6 separate regions of the Sus scrofa genome follow, and all the other regions are linked to region 2. A link is a contact called in public HiChIP or PLAC-seq data. All regions are on one chromosome and are shown on one strand. The core of a region is the stretch at or near the end of the contact, and the rest is flanking DNA. Distances in the headings are between cores, read along the strand shown.

Region 1 (2,700 bases), core at 89-2,588, 430 kb after region 2:
ATTTAATTGTCCCAGGATGGGGTGCCAGCATCATTAAGTAAAAGTTTTTACTGGTGATTTAAAAATACAAAGTTAAGACCACAGCACTAAAGATAAAGAACTTTTACACTTTCAGATTGATTGGTTTCATCAGCCATTTGTTCTTGCCTCTTCAGAGATGAACAGCTGGTTCCTATTGACAAACCATTCACATACTTAAAGAACTTAAGTGGCTTCTGAGCCTATTTTAACTGAATAATCTCAAGTGTATTATCCATTTCTTAAATATAGTTTGAGGATAAGGCAAGGAGCTAGAATCAGTTATTCATTCAACAAACATCGAAGCCTTTTTTTTTTAATGTGCGAGATCCAATGTCAGACACCAGGGAAAGGAAGCCAAATATGATTCAGGTCTTGCTCTCCTAAAGTGCAGTTTTTTAGGGAGTTGAACACACAGACTGGCACCAGAACAAATGAACATTTTGGAACTGCCTGCGAAGTCTGAGGCAGCAATAAGAAGAGCATCCTCTGACAGAATGTTCTACAAAGAGCTCTCATGTCTGGTATTATCTTCACAATAACATCTGGGGTAGGCAAGAAAGATGTTTTATAACCCCCATTTCACAGGCAACCTGAGAGCCATGGCCAAGAAACTTGTAGCTGGCAAGCAGCTGATCAGGTACTTGATTGAATGTCTTCAGAGATAACAAACTTTCATCTTGTGAAGATGTATTTAACTTTAGGAGTAAATCAAAAGTTAACTTAGCACTAAGTCTAGTGAATAGGATAAAAAATCAGACTGGGTAGTGCTTTTTTTGGAATACAAAATATTGAAAATGCAACTATAAAGAGAAAATGCAACTATTATTTGTGTGGCTCCCAGGCTGGTCTTCAAAGCAATTACAAAAGTTTCAAAAATGTCTTGAGCCATGTGGGAGTCGCTTTGGGAAAAGGCACCTCTCTATTAGGTGAACACTTGATAAGAAAAAAAAAGCAATTAATTTTCATTGTAAATCTGTATCCCTCTACTGCCTTTAATCATTACTCTGTGGAATTAGTCCCAGTTTCTCCTTATACTTCCCAATATGAGGATGCTACCTAGGGACACTTCATTCAGCTGGAGGTCCCAGAGGGCAGAGCCAAGTGCCCACAGCCTGCCCCTGTAAGGGTGGATGTCTGGCAGTCTCTTCTCAGGCTTCAGATTACTAAAGGAGTGCTTTGTGATTGATGATGATATTCAGGTCTTTTCTGTTACATATATTTTTCAAAAATGCAGATTGAGCCATGAAGACTGTTCTGTTTTGAATCCTTCAGTGGTTCCCCATTATCTAAATAGTGAAATCTAAATTTCTTATGTAGCCTCTATGATTTGGCTTTTGTTCCTCTTTCTAAGCTCCTATGTCATTTTTTATATCTTAGGTTCTAGACATCCTGAATTGCTTGCAATTTCCTGTATAGAACCTTTCTCTCTTGCCTCTGTGCTGCCTCTTTATGTTGATACACTTCTCTCCCCTCTATTAGCTGAGGCATCTCCTCTGGGAACCCGTCTCAGATTCCTTTCCTGGCCTGCTCTGCTCTTTTTTCAGCAGGGATAAAGTCTTCTCCAGCCCATCTCTTTAGTCTCCCTCATTAGACCTCAGATGGCCCTATTTTATTGCTCTTTGTACCAGCACTGGTCACCAAGGCTTGGCAAATGCTGAGCAAACAAAATTTCTGGGTAGCTAGTAACCTCTAAAAACCTGGTTTTGTTCACCTTTGTCTTTGAATATTAATATATAATTGCAAAATACTTGGCAATTAGAGTTGACCCTTGAACACCCAAGTTGGAAATGCGTAGGCCCACTTTATACGTGGATTTTTTACAAGAGGAGGTCCTACACCACCATATGTTGGTTGGTTGTGCAGGTGTGGAACCACAGATAGGGAGGAGCCAGATATGTGGAGGGCTGACTATAGTTATAAGTGTATTTTTGACTGCATGCAGGGTGGTCTTCCTAAACCTCCTCAGTGTTCAAGTGTCAAGTGGATGTTTGTAAACCCCTTCAGTTCTCCAGGTAACTCTTCTTTCAAATTGCACAGTACCAGAGAAAAGGCTAATATTTGAAGACCTAAAGCAAAGTATTTCCACCACCACTAAATTTGTGCTATGAAATTCCAACACATCTTTCTCAACTGGCCATTTAAACTGCCTAATGATTCCCAGCCTTTGAGGTATAAAGTAGGGAAAATTGTGCATATATTGTCCTCAGCCTTCCTCTACTTGAGCTGAAATGCCTTGCCTTTGTTTGTGAAATTTTGTCATCTACATAATTTGTCTTCTGTATACTGTGTTGACAGTTTCTCATTTCTCTGTTCTGTTAGAATTCTTAGGAAATTCAACTCAATAAATTCTGCTTATTAAATTTGTCATTCTTAAGGGACTATGGATCAGCAACTTAAATTATCTGGTTTAAGGTTTTTTTTTTCTTTTTTTTTAATGTGTGTGTGAAGGAGGGGGAGGCCTTGAAAGGAGATTTGTATTTGAAAAGCAAAACCAGGCTTTTTTTGTTTTTAAAGAAAAATTTCAGCAAGACAAAACAATTTTTGAGTTTAACCCACATTTGATCCTTTGAAAGAACCACACCCTGCTCTGTATCAGAGATGGACTGCAGCATACTTGTGTCCGTGTCACTTCTCTGGAATGCCCTACCACCTCCTTCTCACTGGTTTATGTCCCCTGAG
Region 2 (2,700 bases), core at 154-2,653:
ACCAGAAGAATTACACCTACTACCTCCGGTGTAGGAAGGGAAAAAAAATGTCAAATGAGCAATAACGTTAACAGAAGGATGAAACTTAAGAGCTGATACTCAGAAAGGCTCCCCTCCCCATCCCCTTCCCTCCCGTCCAATTCCCCTTTCTGGTTCTGGCCATCGGAAATTGACTTGGCCTTAACTGTGAACTGGAATTTCAAGGCGTCAATTCCCGTCCCCCCTCCCCCCTCCCGGCCGCCCCCCTTCGGAAACTCTTAAACCTCTCCCTACCCTACTCTCAACCATAGAGATAGATAAATGATGCAGCAGATTACACCGCTGAAAGGCGACATTTGTCCTGAGCTATTTTCACATTTTTTCCTGTTTCCGATTTGTGTGCCAGACTTTGTTTGCTTGCTTAGGACATGGAAAACAGATTTGGGCATTTCCCCCACAGTTTAATTCCAGTGGCTTTCTCACAGCAAATGAAAGTGAAAGTGCTACGTTGTAGCCGTGTTTTATCCTTAAAGTATGGACTGGCAGCTGGTGTGTAAGTAGTTGAGGGGGAGGGGGTTGGACTGGGAAGCTTGAAGAACCAGTTTTGAGGTTTTGTTTGTTTATCTTGAGATCGCAGCAGGGTTCCTGCTCCTCTCCCCCTTTGGGGGTCTGCCTTCGGATTTATTTTCGTTTGGGCAGTCATTGAGGTTTCATTCAATGTACTGTCTTAAAAAAATACACTCCACTTGTAGCTTCCCCCGGTTGCACTTTAAAACACCATCCAGTCTCATTCTCATCTGGAAATAATGCAAGCTTTTCTCTCTTCCCCGGCTCCCTCTCCTCCCCCACTCCCCCCCCCCCCTTTTTTTTTAAAGCCCCACATAACCTTAAGTCAGTAATCAGATGGAAAATGTGCTGGTCTCAGTTTATTTTAGTCTACTCTCCCTTTTGCTGGCAATATTACTCATTGAGGTATATTAAAAAAACAAAAAACAACCCCCCCCCCAAACACAGGCATTTTTTGCATGTGTAGCTACCGAGACTTGAATCTTCCATTGAAGTTTGCTATAGTTTCCTCAAAGACAGTGTTTATGTGCAACTTTTAACATTATTGTTGTGTGGACTTTAAAAAAAATACACGGAGAGGGGCACCGGAGATCTCAGTAGTGACATTAGTTCTAAAGCCATTCATCCTTCCTCCTCCTTCCCAAGAAACAACTAATCACAAACCAGGCTAGACTTTCTAAAGAGGTTAGAGGAGGAGGAGGAAAACTGGAGGAGTGGGTAAGGGCACTGAGGTTAGAAGGGCCAGAATTTCTCTCATTCACAGGGTGGAAAAGTTGACATTGTCTAAGCCCTTCTGAATGGCTGGTAGTTGGTTACCCTGATTGTACCTCTACCTCCCCTCCCCCTCCACGTGACGGCCCAGGACACATGCGCACCCGACGCAGCCCGGCACATCTGCAGACTGACGTCAGTGTGCTCTGCCTCCGAGGAAAAGCTGCCAAAATTTTCTCCTGCTGCAATTCAAGTTGGCTGGGGGCCGGTAGTGAGATCTAGGGCTACTTCAACAAAACTTTGCTGCCCTTCCTGCTCCTCTTGTCTTCTTTTCTCCTGATACCTTTTGATGCTCTTCACATGTTATTTGCATAGCAAAGGCACTAAGCTGTCCAGGAAGAGGGCACCACTTCCACCCCCAATAAGTCTTTTTTTCCCTTCCTTCCTTTCTTTTTTTTCTTTCCTTTTTTTTTTTTTTTTTTTTTTTTTGGAGGGGGGGAGTTGCGGGAGAGAAAGTGGGTTTGTAAAGACAGCATCTCAGGATGATAGCCTGGATGTATTGAAGGCATCTCTTTTTCTGCCAAGTCGGAAAGTCCGTTCTCTAAAGCCCGGGTTAGCCAGACTATAGGGTTTTATTCTGGCTGCAGAATAACTAACTGACTGCTGTGGCTTTGCAAAGGGGGGCAGAAAAAAAAGTTAAGAGAGGAGAGGGAGTACGTGAGTCGTCCAGTGCAATCTCTATTGTTTGAAACTTACTTTTTATCAGAATTTGAAGATGAAAACGGTAAGGAAGACTTCACAATATTCAATGAAACCTTTTTTTTTTTTTAAATTAAAACTTGTGCTTTGCTTGTCTTCCGAATAACGCGTAGAAAACTTTTTTTTCTGTGTGTGGTGTTTTTTTTTTTTTTTTTTTTTTTTTCTTTTTTTTTAAATGGCAATGAGTGAGCTTGACTGAACTCATTTTACAGATAGAAATCTTTTAACTCCAGACTAGTCGGGGGTTGGAGAATTGTGGGTCTTGCAAATATTTTATGATGCAAAAATATATACGTTTATTATACGAATATAGACATGTTTTGTGAAATATGACTTATGATTTTTTGTGGTCTTTAGTCACCAGATAGTAATCGGGAAAGTAGTAATGGTGTTATCTTTCTAACTGATTTCTAGTTTTCTTAAAGAAAAACCTGCATTTTATAGTTTAAAGTCAGTCTCTTAAGTAGTCAGACAAGTGCATATTTTATGCCTTGGCTCAGAGGGCAGAATTAATGTACTAGCTATAGTCCTGATGCTCTAGGATATGTTAAGCTCTTAATAGGCTAATCAAAGAGATGGAAACGTGTGTTTTTGATTTACTCTTGGCCACTTGGGACTTGCTAGACTCATAACCCTTTGGAGCCTTGAACATTAGGATATGTCTGTATATATGCTATATGTGAT
Region 3 (2,700 bases), core at 143-2,642, 470 kb after region 2:
CAAGAAATAACAACAACAACAACAAAAGACAAAAAAAAAAAAAAAAAAAATTAAAAAGAAAAATCAATCCAAATACAACACTAAAGATAGTCATCAAATCACAAGACTACAAAAGAGGAAGGGAAGAAAACAGTCCAAGAATAATAAATCTAAAACAATTATGAAAATGGCAATAAGTACATACATATCAATAACAACCTTGAATATAAATGGATTAAGTGTTCCAACCAAAAGACACAGACTGGATGAATGGATACAAGGACAAGACTCATATATATGCTGTGTAGAAGACACTACTTCAGATCTAGGGACAGATAGAGTAACAGTAAGTGAATGGAAAAAGATATTCCATGAAAATGGAAATCAAACGAAAGCTGGAGTAGCAATATTTATATCAGAAAAAATAGACTTTAAAATAAAGAATGTTACAAGAAACAAAGGATACTCCCCAACATAGGAGCATCATAATATATAAGGCAACTTCTAACAGGCATAAAAGGAGAAACTGAGAGTAATTTGGGGTACTTTAATACCCCACTCACATCAATAGATAATCCAAAAAGAAAGTCAGTAAAGAAACACAGGCCTTAAATGACACTTTAGACCAGATAAACCTAATTTATATTTATAGAACATTCCAACTGAAAGCAGAAAAATACATATTCTTCTCAAGTGCCCATGGAATGTTCTCCAGGACAGATCACATCACATCCTGGGCCACAAATGAAGCCTCAGTAAATTTAAGGAAATTGAAATCATAGCAAGCATTTTATTTTTTTCTGATCACACTATGAGATTAGAACTCAACCACAAGGAAAACAACAACAACAGATGGAAGCTCAGGAATATGCTACTAAACAACCAATGGATTACTGAAGAAGTCAAAGGGGAAATAAAAAAAAGCCTAGAAACCAATGGCAATGAATATATGACAATCCAAAACCTATGGGAGCACATCAAAAAAGTAGATTTAACACAAAAGTTTACAGCAATAAAATATCACCTCAGGAAATAAGAAAAATCCCAAATAAAAAATATAACCTTACACCTACATCAAAAAGAGAAAGAAGAACAAACAAAACTCAAAGTTAGTAAAAGGAAAGAAATCATAAAGATCAGAGGAGAAATAAATGAGATAGAGACAAAATAACAGAAAAAGATCAATGAAATTAAAACTGGTTCTTTGAAAAGGTAAACAAAATAGACAAATCTTTAGCCAGATTCATCAAGACAAAAAAGGTAGAGGGCTCCAATCAATAAAATTAGAAATGAAAAAGGAGAAATTACAACTGACACCACAGAAATACAAAGGATCATGAGACTACTACATGGTGTTCCTGTTGTGTCTCAGTGGGTTAAGAACCCAGTGTAATCTCTGTGAGGATGTGGTTTGATCCCTGGCCTTGCTCAATGTGTTAAGGATCCTGTACTGCAACAAGCTATGACATAGTTAATAGATGCAGTTCAGATCCAGTGTTGCTGTAGCTGTAGTGTAGGACTGCAGCTGTGGCTCCAATTTGACACCTAGCCAGGAACTTCCATATGCGAAGGTGCATCCATAAAAATAAAATAAGAGAGACTTACTATAAGCAACTGCAAACAAAATGGACAACCTAAAAATTGCCAATAAAATGGACAACCTAGAAGAAATGGACAAATTCTTAGAAAGGTAAAACTTTCAAAGCCTGAACCAGGTAGAAAAGATGAACAGACCTACCACAATTAATGAAAGTGAAACTGTGATTTAAAAACCTGCAAAAAACAAAAGTCCAGGACCTGATGGCTTCACAGGTGAATTCTGTCATTTAGAGAAGAGGTAACACCTATCTTTCTGAAGTGCTTCCATAAAAATTACAGAGGAAGGAACACTTCCAGATTCATTCTATAAGCCACCATCACCCTGATACCAAAGCTAAAGACACCAAAAAAAAAAAAAAAAAAAAAAAAAGAAAATTACAAAAAAACCCAACAACCAAAACCAGGAGTTCCTGTTGTGGTTTAGCAGTAATGAACCCAACTAGTATCCATGAGGAGGTAGGTTTGATCCCTGGTCTTGCTCAGTGGATTAAGGATCTGGCGTTGCCATGAACTATGATGTAGGTTTGCAGACACGGCTTGGATCCCACATTGCTGTGGCTGTGGCATAGGCTGGCAGCTGTAGCTCTGATTTGACCCCTAGCTTGGGAACTTCCATGTGCCACAAGTGTGGCCCCAAAAAGCAAAACAAAAACAACCCCCCAAAAAACCAGGCCAATAAGATACAGAAATTCTCAACAAAATAGCAAACCAAATGTAGCAATACATTAACAGGATCATACACAATGATAAAGTGGGATTTATTCAAATGCAATGATTCTTCAATATCCACAAATCAATCAGTGTGATATACAATAACAAATTGAAGAAAAAAACCATATAGTCATCTGCAAAATGCATATTTTGACAAAATTCAATACCTACATATGATAAAAACCCACCAGAAACTGGGCATAGAGGGAACTGACCTCAACATAATAAAGCCCGTGTATGACAAACCCACAATTAATGTTATTCTCAATGATGAAAAGCTGAAAGTATTTCTGCTAAGATCAGGAACAAGACAAGAATGTCCACTTGTAGTCAACATAGTTTTGGAAGTCTTAACTACAGTAATCAGAGAAGAAAAATAAAATAAAATGAATCCAAATTGGAAAAGAAGTA
Region 4 (2,700 bases), core at 91-2,590, 280 kb after region 2:
TGATAGTAAAACCCAAGACTTAGACATAGTAGAAGTTCAATGAATTAACTAAGTTAGACACTTTCCATTGAAGAGATTACTGTTCCTATATAATGAGTACTAGAAATTCCTTCCAGAAATAGTGTGATTTCATATAAATGCATTGTATGTATTCTTCATCCTACCTTACCATCACTAAACACAATTACTCTAGAAATGTATATATTTTAAAGCCACATTTCCCTTTTCTTAATCCTGCTTCCTGGAGAGTTTAATTTTGCTAAAACAGAAGGGAAGACACTGGAAAGGCAGAGGAAGAAGGCCTTTGGAAGATTAAAAACTAGCAGGACGTTCTTCAGAGGAAGGAAGCAAATGGGTGGAACTGATTGGTACCCTGATGCCAGCTGTTAGATCCAAGGCAGATGGGCTTTGCTCTGCCCTCCAAAGCTTATGTCTGGCCAATAATCACACAGCACAGCAGCCAGATTCCAGCCATGAAAGGCAGAGCAGAGAGACCTTTTTTTTTTTTTTTTTTTTTTTTCCTGGCGCTTGCTTTCTGGATGCTATCTGCACTGAAGATTTAGATTAAATTAATATTGTTGGCCATATGCTCTGTATTCTGTGGTTATGTAGTGTTGTCTTGGTTGCTAACTACTTTGAATGCTGTGGTTAAGCAAATTTTTGCCTTAGCCACCAACCACATTTTTACTATAAGCTCTGACTTATTAATCCCCACCCCCTTCTGAAAACTGTTTCTTGGGTAGATAAGATGTGCTTTGCCAATAGATTAAATTTTCTTGATGTTTATTAGGCCATCAATCCCAGAGTTACACCTTCCTCTCTTTCTTTCCTTCACTGACTTACCCACATGTGGTTATAGACTGTTTTCTTACCAATTTAATGGTCCAGGACTGAAATGCTGGGTCTTATGACTAGATTTGAGAAGACCTAGAAGGCCTTTCTTCTGCACTTGTCCCACATCCTTGTTGGTTTAATACATAGAATTCCTTTCAAATGAAATTTAAGTGGTAATTTTTGTTCATTGAGTGCCCTATCTCTCTACTTTTAAAGTGATGAAGTGCCCTGAGAAAAGCAATAAATTGCTAAATATTGTTACACATGAATTTATAAAATGATTTAATTATCTGAAAGAAGAAAGATGGGACATGAGAACTTTGATTAGCTTATAAGAGTAGAGGAGGAACTGAAAAGCAGGCAAGAAATGAAGAGGAGCTATGGTCTGAGCCTACACTCAAGACTGGCAGCTGTTGAGCAAAAGACTGAGTATTCTTGAACCATGACCATTTCTTAGAGTAAGCATAGCAGATGGACTTGCCTACAGCTTGGTAGACTTCTTGCTCATTGTCCTATGGAATAAGCTATTTCACAATAAATACTAAAAGCCATTTCTTCATGTGTAGCTTGAGCAGTGATTCAAGTTGGGTTGTCCTTCCTCCCAGTGGACAACAGAACCTTTGTTGAGCAAATAGATCATCTGTAACTTTTAACTTTTATTGTCAGAAGCTAAAGGTAAGATCTGACAAATTTAAACTTCCAGGCTAAAAATAAAGGCTACATTTCCATGTTGAGAACCATCTTTGGTAACAAAGAATCAAAATGATAAGCAAATTAAGTCTCTAAACAAGATACACTCATTTTAGAGAGTTTAAAGTGAAATATATATTGATAATAGCATCTTTGTAATTAAATTTCTAATATGAAACCATTAAATTTTTTCAAGCATGGAAGAGGAATTGCCTTTAAAAACAGCATAGGTACAGAATTTGTGTGCCAGTAACTTAGGTGTTTAAGAATAAAATATAATTAGTGCATTTTAAAATTTGACTGATTAAGTCTGCTAAACATCTGCTTCTCTCCGGGGGATATGGGCACTAAGCCATCAGAATTTTGTTTTTGATTAGGCATATACTGACTGACGTTTTATGTTTTGGGTTATAAACTGTAAGTCTTTAGGTTCGAAAGCATAGTGGTTTTGTGTAACTGGATGTAATTATTCCCAAAAGGATTTAGGTCAATTTCTTAGCAATGTTTTACAGATTACTTTAAAAGAAGCTGTGTACAAGAGGCTGATCATAGTAAAAGATTCTAAACTCAATCATTTCTCTTGTTGACTTAGTTTATATTATTTCCAATTGACTTGTGTTTTCTACTCTTTAATGCTAAAAGCTGGATTTTCCTTAATCCAAAAGTATGTGTTGAAAAATCCATCCAATTAGGTGCATTGGTTTAGAGTTACTCTGTTGCCACTGACTTAAAAAAAAAAAAGAAAAATCTATGGACCTGCCAAATGTGAGAGTAAAAGTTGGAAGGAGATTTGTATGCTGTTGATGGAGATAGTTCAGCATTTTAGGAAGATTTGGAATAGATTACTGGTATAGTAAGTTTTTGAGTGTTAAATACCCCACTGTCTAATATGACTTTTTAGGAGAAAATTAATAAAAGATGAATGCAAGGAAAATACATCTTTTTAAAATAGTTATTTCAGCTGTTTATTTAAGGACTTTAATTTTTACTTCATAAAAAGATAGCATTCTGAAGTTAGGAAACTTAAATGCACCCCAAATACCCTAATTTCTAATTTTTAAGAAGCTGGAGTCATGACGAATTAAGTGAATTCGAGTTACAACTCTTAGCACTTAGCTTAATACCTCATAAATACAGTGCTTTCTGTTTAGTAATTTTTTTCTCTGTTGAATGAAT
Region 5 (2,700 bases), core at 85-2,584, 360 kb after region 2:
TTTGGAAGTAGAACCCGTGTTTAGGGAAGGCAGTCACACCATCTCAGAGGTAGGCCTTCCCATCTGCCTCTTGGTGGGGCTCCTCTCTCCTGAATAGTGTGCACGGCTTTAGGGCAGTGAGTGGAAGACACTCATGGTGGTCCTGAGACCCTGATGTTCATCAGGGGGGCGGGCCACACAAGCCTTGCTCCTGAATTCTTAGCGCTCAAACAAATCAGCTACCTGCAAGAATCCAATTAATCAGACTCTGTGGTAGGAAGAGGTGAGAATAGAAAACTCAGATGTCTTCAAAGTATTAAGCAAAACAAATTGCCTATCTGTTTCTGTCTGTGGCATCAGGGGTCTGCTTTAAGCCAGGGGTTGGCAAGCTGTGACCTTCAGCCTACTTTTGTACAGTCCAAATCTAAAAATGATTGTTTATATTTTTAAAGCATTGTTAAAAAAAAAAAAAAAAGCCACTGAAAGCAAAGGAGATAGAGACTGCATGTGGCCCATGAAACCTAAAATATTTACTATCTGGCCTTCTACAGAAAAAATATCTAAGTTAGCAGGCTGAGATGATGAAAAAGTTCTCATTTCTCATTGCCATATCATTTCTCTTTGCCTTTCAAGTCCATCTGTCCCCTCTCCCCAGGAGAGGACTTTGGCTTTGACTCAAGGGACCAGATGAGACCCATGCGTAGCTGGGATTTCCTGCACCTCCTCCAGGAAGGCCTTACCATAGTCCAATGCTGCCTTACCTTGTGTTCAGTAGGTGAGTGGATGCAGAACCAAGGGCTTACAAAAAGTGAGATTGAACACAAATTAGAACAATCCCCTCTAACTCCCCAGACATGACAGGGTGTCCAGAGCAGTCCAACCTCTCAGAGAGCACACATGTTTATCAGATCTGCTGAGCCATTTGATACTTGGGTGTTTTTCTTCCAATACCTTTCTTTAAGAGCTGGCTTACCTCCAAGGTTTGGGGAAGATAAGATTCTGAATTAATTCCTAAAGTTTCTGGTTAGATAGAGACTGCCCTTCAATCCAGGTTCTTCCTCTTTGTTCTTTGATCTGAATCCCAGGAGAGTCTTGAGTGTTTCTCCTGCTGCTGCTTTGTCTGAATTTTGCCAGTCAGCTCTGTAGGTTGGTTTCCAGGGGTTGGTGTAGAGGGGAAGTGCCCCCTTTGTCTTGCTCTCTTTTTGGACCAGACTTTCTGTCCTTGAAGGAACACAACCCTCAAGGCTAATGTGCTCCCCCTGAGGTAGGTATTTCCCCACATAAGTGGACTGAGCAACAAGCCTAGGATTTAAACAAGCTCCAGGGTTGGCATCTGTCATCATTTCCTTGTGACTCTCATTTCCTCCACCCTTAGTCATCCTTACTCAGGCTCTCATTATCTCCCACTGAGACCAAGGTAGTGGCCTCTTAACTGGTGACTTGGCTCCAAAGCCAACTCAGGCTACTCTACATCTTGCTTCTCGGGAGCTGAAAACCTGACCATGTCACCAAAGGCCGGAAGCTTTCTTTTGGTTCCCCATCGCCTATAGAATAAAAGTTCAACTCTGTTGCAGCATTTTGAGATCTCCCTACTTTTTTAGTAGCTCTTCCTACTTCCTTACTTTTCCTTATTCTTCAACCATGGTTACTGAGAAGCATGTTGTTCCTTAAGCAGATTGTGTCACACACCCATGCCTGAAATTCCTGGTTTGCTTCACTAATAACTAATCATTTTCAAGTTGACAGGTCAAGGGTTGTATTAAGGATTGAATTGTGTCCCTCCCCTAAAAAGATGAAGTCCTAACCCTGAGTCCCTGTGAATGTGACCTTACTTGGAAATACAGTTTTTGTAGATGATCAAGTTAAGATGGGGTCACTAGAGTGAGCCTTAACCCGAAACAACTGGTGTCCTTATAAAAAGGGTACATTTGGAGGTATATAGACTTGTAGAGAGGAAAGACAACATGAAGACCCAGGGAGAACATCACATACAAGCCTAGGAATGACTGAGGCTGCCAGAAGCAAGGAGAGAGGCATGGAACTGATTCTCCTTCACAGCCCTCAGAAGCAACCAAGGCTTCTGACACTTTGATCTTGGATTTCTAGCCTCCAGAACTGTGAGAAAGTAAATCCTTTCTTTTTTTTTAATTGAAGTGTAGTTGATTTATAATATATATCATGTTTCAGGAGTAAAACACAGTGGTTTAGTTATACAGATATATTCTTTTTCAAATTCTTTTCCATTATAAGTTATTATAAAATAGAGTATAGTTTTCTATCCTGCAGAGTAGGTCTTTGTTGGTTATCTATTTTATATATATCCCAAACTCCTAATTTGCATTTCCTCCCACCAGTGTTTTCCCTTTGGTAATCATAAGTTTGTTTTCTATGTCTATGAATCTTTTTCCGTTTTGGACATAAGTTCATTTGCATCTTTTTTTTTTTAAGATTTCACATATAAGTGATATCATATGATGTTTGTCTTTCTCTGACTTACTTCACTTAGTGTGATAATCCCTAGGTCTATGCATGTTGCTGCAAGTGACATTTCATTCTTTTATGGCTGAGTAATATTCCATTTCATTCCTTTATGGCTGAGTAATATACCATATCTTCTTTATTCATTCATCTGTTGATGGACATTTAGGTCGCTCCCATGTCTTGGGTATTGTAAATAGTGCTTTGAATATTGGGGTGCATCTATCTTTTCAAATTAGAGTT
Region 6 (2,700 bases), core at 64-2,563, 390 kb after region 2:
AGTAGCTGAGAAGGTGGTGAGAAGTGGTTAGAACCTGGACAGATTTTTAATACCAAGCCAGCAGCACTTTCTGATGGGTTGGATGTAGTGAGCAAGAAAGAAAGGAATGAAAGAATACCACCAAGATTTGTGGTTTGAGCTATTAAAAAGATGGATTGCCATTCACTAAGATGTAAAAGACTACTGGAGATTTAAGGAGTTTAGTTTTAAATATTAGGTTTGAGATCCTTATTAGATAACCAACTTGAAAGTTGGACGTACGGGTTCCAGTTTAAAAGAGAGATCCAAAATAAACACATAAATTTTGTTATGTTTGGGGTATATAGGTGATATTCAAACCAGTGAGAAAGGATAAGTTCACCAAAAGAATTAGGATAGAGAAGAGGAACAGTTATGTTTAGAAATTAAGCATAAGGAGGATAATTGTAGTCAGTAATCAAGATTGACATCAGCAGTAATAAGACATATCGACATCATACACCCCTGGATATGATGCATCGAGTGTGACATCACTTTTGTGGCATTTTTGTCAAAAAGTACATAATCTCAATCTACCCATGAGAAAACACTAGACAAATCCCAAACTGAGAGACATTCTACAAAGTAACTGACCGATACTCTTCAAAAGTAAAAGACAATGCATGACTGACAAATTGTCACAGATTAAACTAAAAAGTCACATCAACAAAACATAATGTGGGATCTCAGATTGGATCCTGGAACAGAAAAGGATGTTAGTGGCAAACTCATTGAAATTCAAATATAGGCTGTAGTTTAGTTAGGAGTATGGTACCATTGTGATTTTCCTAGTTTTGATCATTGGACTATGGTTATATAAGGTGTTAATATTAAGGGAAGCTGGTATAACGCAATGGAAGAACTCTTGTTTTATTTTTACAACGTGTCCATAAGTCTAAAATTATTCCAAAAGAAAAAAATGAAAGAAAATTAAGTTTAAAGCCTTTAGGCACATATTTCACCACCACCCCCGCCCCCATCCCCCACAGATGTGGCTGCCTTCACATCCAGCAATAGAGATACCAGGGAAATAGGCAGGGCCATCCTACAGGGTCTTCAGACTATGTTAAAGACTTTGAACTTTCCTCTAAGAGCCAGTGAAGGATTAGGCAGGGAATGCAGAGGAAGATGGGAAACTAGACATGTTTGTTTTAGGCAAAAAGAGACAAGAAAACAGAATAAATACTGGGTTAGGCCCACATTCAGGCAAACACCCAGTTACTCTCAATTATTCATCCTGTTCTCCAAACAGAATTGACCATGAGTTAGTTCATGACTCACAAGGGTGTTAGCACATTGTAACGTCTGGCTGGGAAGATTGCTTAAATCCCGAAGGATTATCCTTGAGGAGCCTTGCAGCGTCCTGTTTTCTCCTGGCACTCCTGCAGTTCAAGGCACAACTGTGGAGGGGATTTTTAGCTCGTAGGCCTGAGAGGTGAACTGTGTGTGCATTACAGCTGAGCCTCCCTGTCTGGAATGATTCCAGAACAAAGACTGTAGTTGGATTGAGATATCATCCACTGCAGTGAGTGAGGAAATGACCCTCTAGGAATGAGGAGACAGCTCCTTCTGTGCCCTTCTCAGCTGGCTCTGCTGGGGGGAGGGGGTTGTGGCAAAGTGGGGTGGGGTGGGGAGTATTAAAGCTTTTATCACATCACATTTCCCAAGGGGGTTGTAGAGCAGTTGGAGATGGTGACTGGGAAGTGCTAATTATAAAATTATGTATTCAATATTAGCCTAGGAAAAATAGTAAAAAATGTCTCATAGAGAAGACAGAAGGGTTTCCTGAATCTGGAGAGTCTGTGCCTTTGCCCAAAGAAAGGGTGAACCGAGGAAAAAAGTGTGCCTTTAACCTCCCTGCTGTCTTATGGGGAGCAGAGAAACAGGAGAGTCTCAGGAGTTTTGTGGGGTATTGCCACTACCTTCCCCAACACCAGCCTGCTGTCATTGCTGGGCTGGCAAGAAACTGCAGGTCAGCCTCAATGGCTGGCTGTGCTCTAGAAACTCTGAAATCATGCAGCCCAATACCCTGAGGCTTGAATCCTACAAAATGTGATTATTAACAGTTACTGTTGATTTCTGAATACTTGCTGCATGCTAGGCTCTTTATATAACCGTGGTTAATCCTTTCAACCACCCTTCAAAGTAGTCACTCTCATCTTCATTTTACAGGGAATATTCCTGGTGAGGACTGGAGGCTTAGCTTGTCTGAGGTCACACAATGGCGTGTGGCTGAACCAGGATTTGAATCTAGGTCTGGCTTCCCAGTTTGGAATGAGCCCGCAGTGCCAGGAGTGAGGACTCCTCCGGGAAGTGACATGACTTGCCCTGACTGTCACCCCCACCGTGGCCCAACTTTATAGACACACCAATGTACACAATTTCAGGAAATCTCACTAGGGATGTGAACTCAGCAGCTCATGACTCATGGGGCTGAATTCAGGGGAGGCTGCCTTATGTTGCTGCTGCAGCCAGTTTACAGTAACTGAGGTCTGTGAAGAGGTAGAAGGAGGGGTGCGAGGAGCCACGACTGGCACACCTGAGCTCCTGATGCTGGAAGAGCTTGAGGACGCTCTGTCAGTGTTGGCCAGCGGCTACATTTCTGGCTTAAATTTGGGGTGGCTTTACCAAGCCTCAAAAGTGGAAAGAACATATCATATTGAGAGTCTGACAGTGAGTGAG

Evidence for each region. HiChIP or PLAC-seq counts read pairs in DNA pulled down with a chosen protein or histone mark.
Region 1: an H3K27ac HiChIP or PLAC-seq map of alveolar macrophages shows a contact between it and region 2. The contact joins two enhancer-like sites. A contact is called at or near these places in 3 of 5 promoter capture datasets (fetal skeletal muscle, liver and skeletal muscle), 1 of 47 Hi-C or Micro-C datasets (heart right ventricle) and 2 of 2 datasets of contacts at active chromatin or transcription factors (alveolar macrophages and skeletal muscle).
Region 3: a contact with region 2 is called in an H3K27ac HiChIP or PLAC-seq map of alveolar macrophages. The contact joins two enhancer-like sites. A contact is called at or near these places in 1 of 5 promoter capture datasets (fetal skeletal muscle) and 1 of 2 datasets of contacts at active chromatin or transcription factors (alveolar macrophages).
Region 4: a contact with region 2 is called in an H3K27ac HiChIP or PLAC-seq map of alveolar macrophages, with 7 times the contacts expected there. The contact joins two enhancer-like sites. A contact is called at or near these places in 1 of 5 promoter capture datasets (fetal liver), 5 of 47 Hi-C or Micro-C datasets (embryonic fibroblasts and liver) and 2 of 2 datasets of contacts at active chromatin or transcription factors (alveolar macrophages and skeletal muscle).
Region 5: a contact with region 2 is called in an H3K27ac HiChIP or PLAC-seq map of alveolar macrophages. The contact joins two enhancer-like sites. A contact is called at or near these places in 2 of 5 promoter capture datasets (fetal liver and fetal skeletal muscle), 2 of 47 Hi-C or Micro-C datasets (embryonic fibroblasts and fibroblasts) and 2 of 2 datasets of contacts at active chromatin or transcription factors (alveolar macrophages and skeletal muscle).
Region 6: a contact with region 2 is called in an H3K27ac HiChIP or PLAC-seq map of alveolar macrophages. The contact joins two enhancer-like sites. A contact is called at or near these places in 1 of 5 promoter capture datasets (fetal liver), 1 of 47 Hi-C or Micro-C datasets (embryonic fibroblasts) and 1 of 2 datasets of contacts at active chromatin or transcription factors (alveolar macrophages).

What each region holds. Positions count from the first base shown.
Region 1 is chr16:43,584,354-43,587,053 of Sscrofa11.1, reverse strand. All of the region lies in intron 13 of CWC27 (CWC27 spliceosome associated protein homolog), which reads right to left. The region is part of intron 2 of LOC110257245 (a long non-coding RNA gene); the gene reads left to right. Among named protein-coding and RNA genes, the nearest start is that of CWC27, 240 kb to the right of the region's middle. Within about 2 kb of position 1,338, at least 4 of the 83 cell types and tissues checked have an H3K27ac peak or open chromatin away from gene starts, as enhancers often do. A contact at or near this core is called in alveolar macrophages, where this site is marked.
Region 2 is chr16:44,018,429-44,021,128 of Sscrofa11.1, reverse strand. All of the region lies in intron 10 of CENPK (centromere protein K), which reads left to right. Among named protein-coding and RNA genes, the nearest start is that of ADAMTS6, 9.0 kb to the right of the region's middle. Within about 2 kb of position 1,403, at least 73 of the 83 cell types and tissues checked have an H3K27ac peak or open chromatin away from gene starts, as enhancers often do. A contact at or near this core is called in alveolar macrophages, where this site is marked.
Region 3 is chr16:43,547,218-43,549,917 of Sscrofa11.1, reverse strand. All of the region lies in intron 13 of CWC27 (CWC27 spliceosome associated protein homolog), which reads right to left. Among named protein-coding and RNA genes, the nearest start is that of CWC27, 200 kb to the right of the region's middle. Within about 2 kb of position 1,392, at least 1 of the 83 cell types and tissues checked has an H3K27ac peak or open chromatin away from gene starts, as enhancers often do. A contact at or near this core is called in alveolar macrophages, where this site is marked.
Region 4 is chr16:43,741,896-43,744,595 of Sscrofa11.1, reverse strand. All of the region lies in intron 19 of ADAMTS6 (A disintegrin and metalloproteinase with thrombospondin motifs 6), which reads left to right. Among named protein-coding and RNA genes, the nearest start is that of ADAMTS6, 270 kb to the left of the region's middle. Within about 2 kb of position 1,340, at least 4 of the 83 cell types and tissues checked have an H3K27ac peak or open chromatin away from gene starts, as enhancers often do. A contact at or near this core is called in alveolar macrophages, where this site is marked.
Region 5 is chr16:43,658,190-43,660,889 of Sscrofa11.1, reverse strand. The region is part of intron 2 of LOC110257245 (a long non-coding RNA gene); the gene reads left to right. Among named protein-coding and RNA genes, the nearest start is that of CWC27, 310 kb to the right of the region's middle. Within about 2 kb of position 1,334, at least 6 of the 83 cell types and tissues checked have an H3K27ac peak or open chromatin away from gene starts, as enhancers often do. A contact at or near this core is called in alveolar macrophages, where this site is marked.
Region 6 is chr16:43,632,539-43,635,238 of Sscrofa11.1, reverse strand. All of the region lies in intron 2 of LOC110257245 (a long non-coding RNA gene), which reads left to right. Among named protein-coding and RNA genes, the nearest start is that of CWC27, 290 kb to the right of the region's middle. Within about 2 kb of position 1,313, at least 13 of the 83 cell types and tissues checked have an H3K27ac peak or open chromatin away from gene starts, as enhancers often do. A contact at or near this core is called in alveolar macrophages, where this site is marked.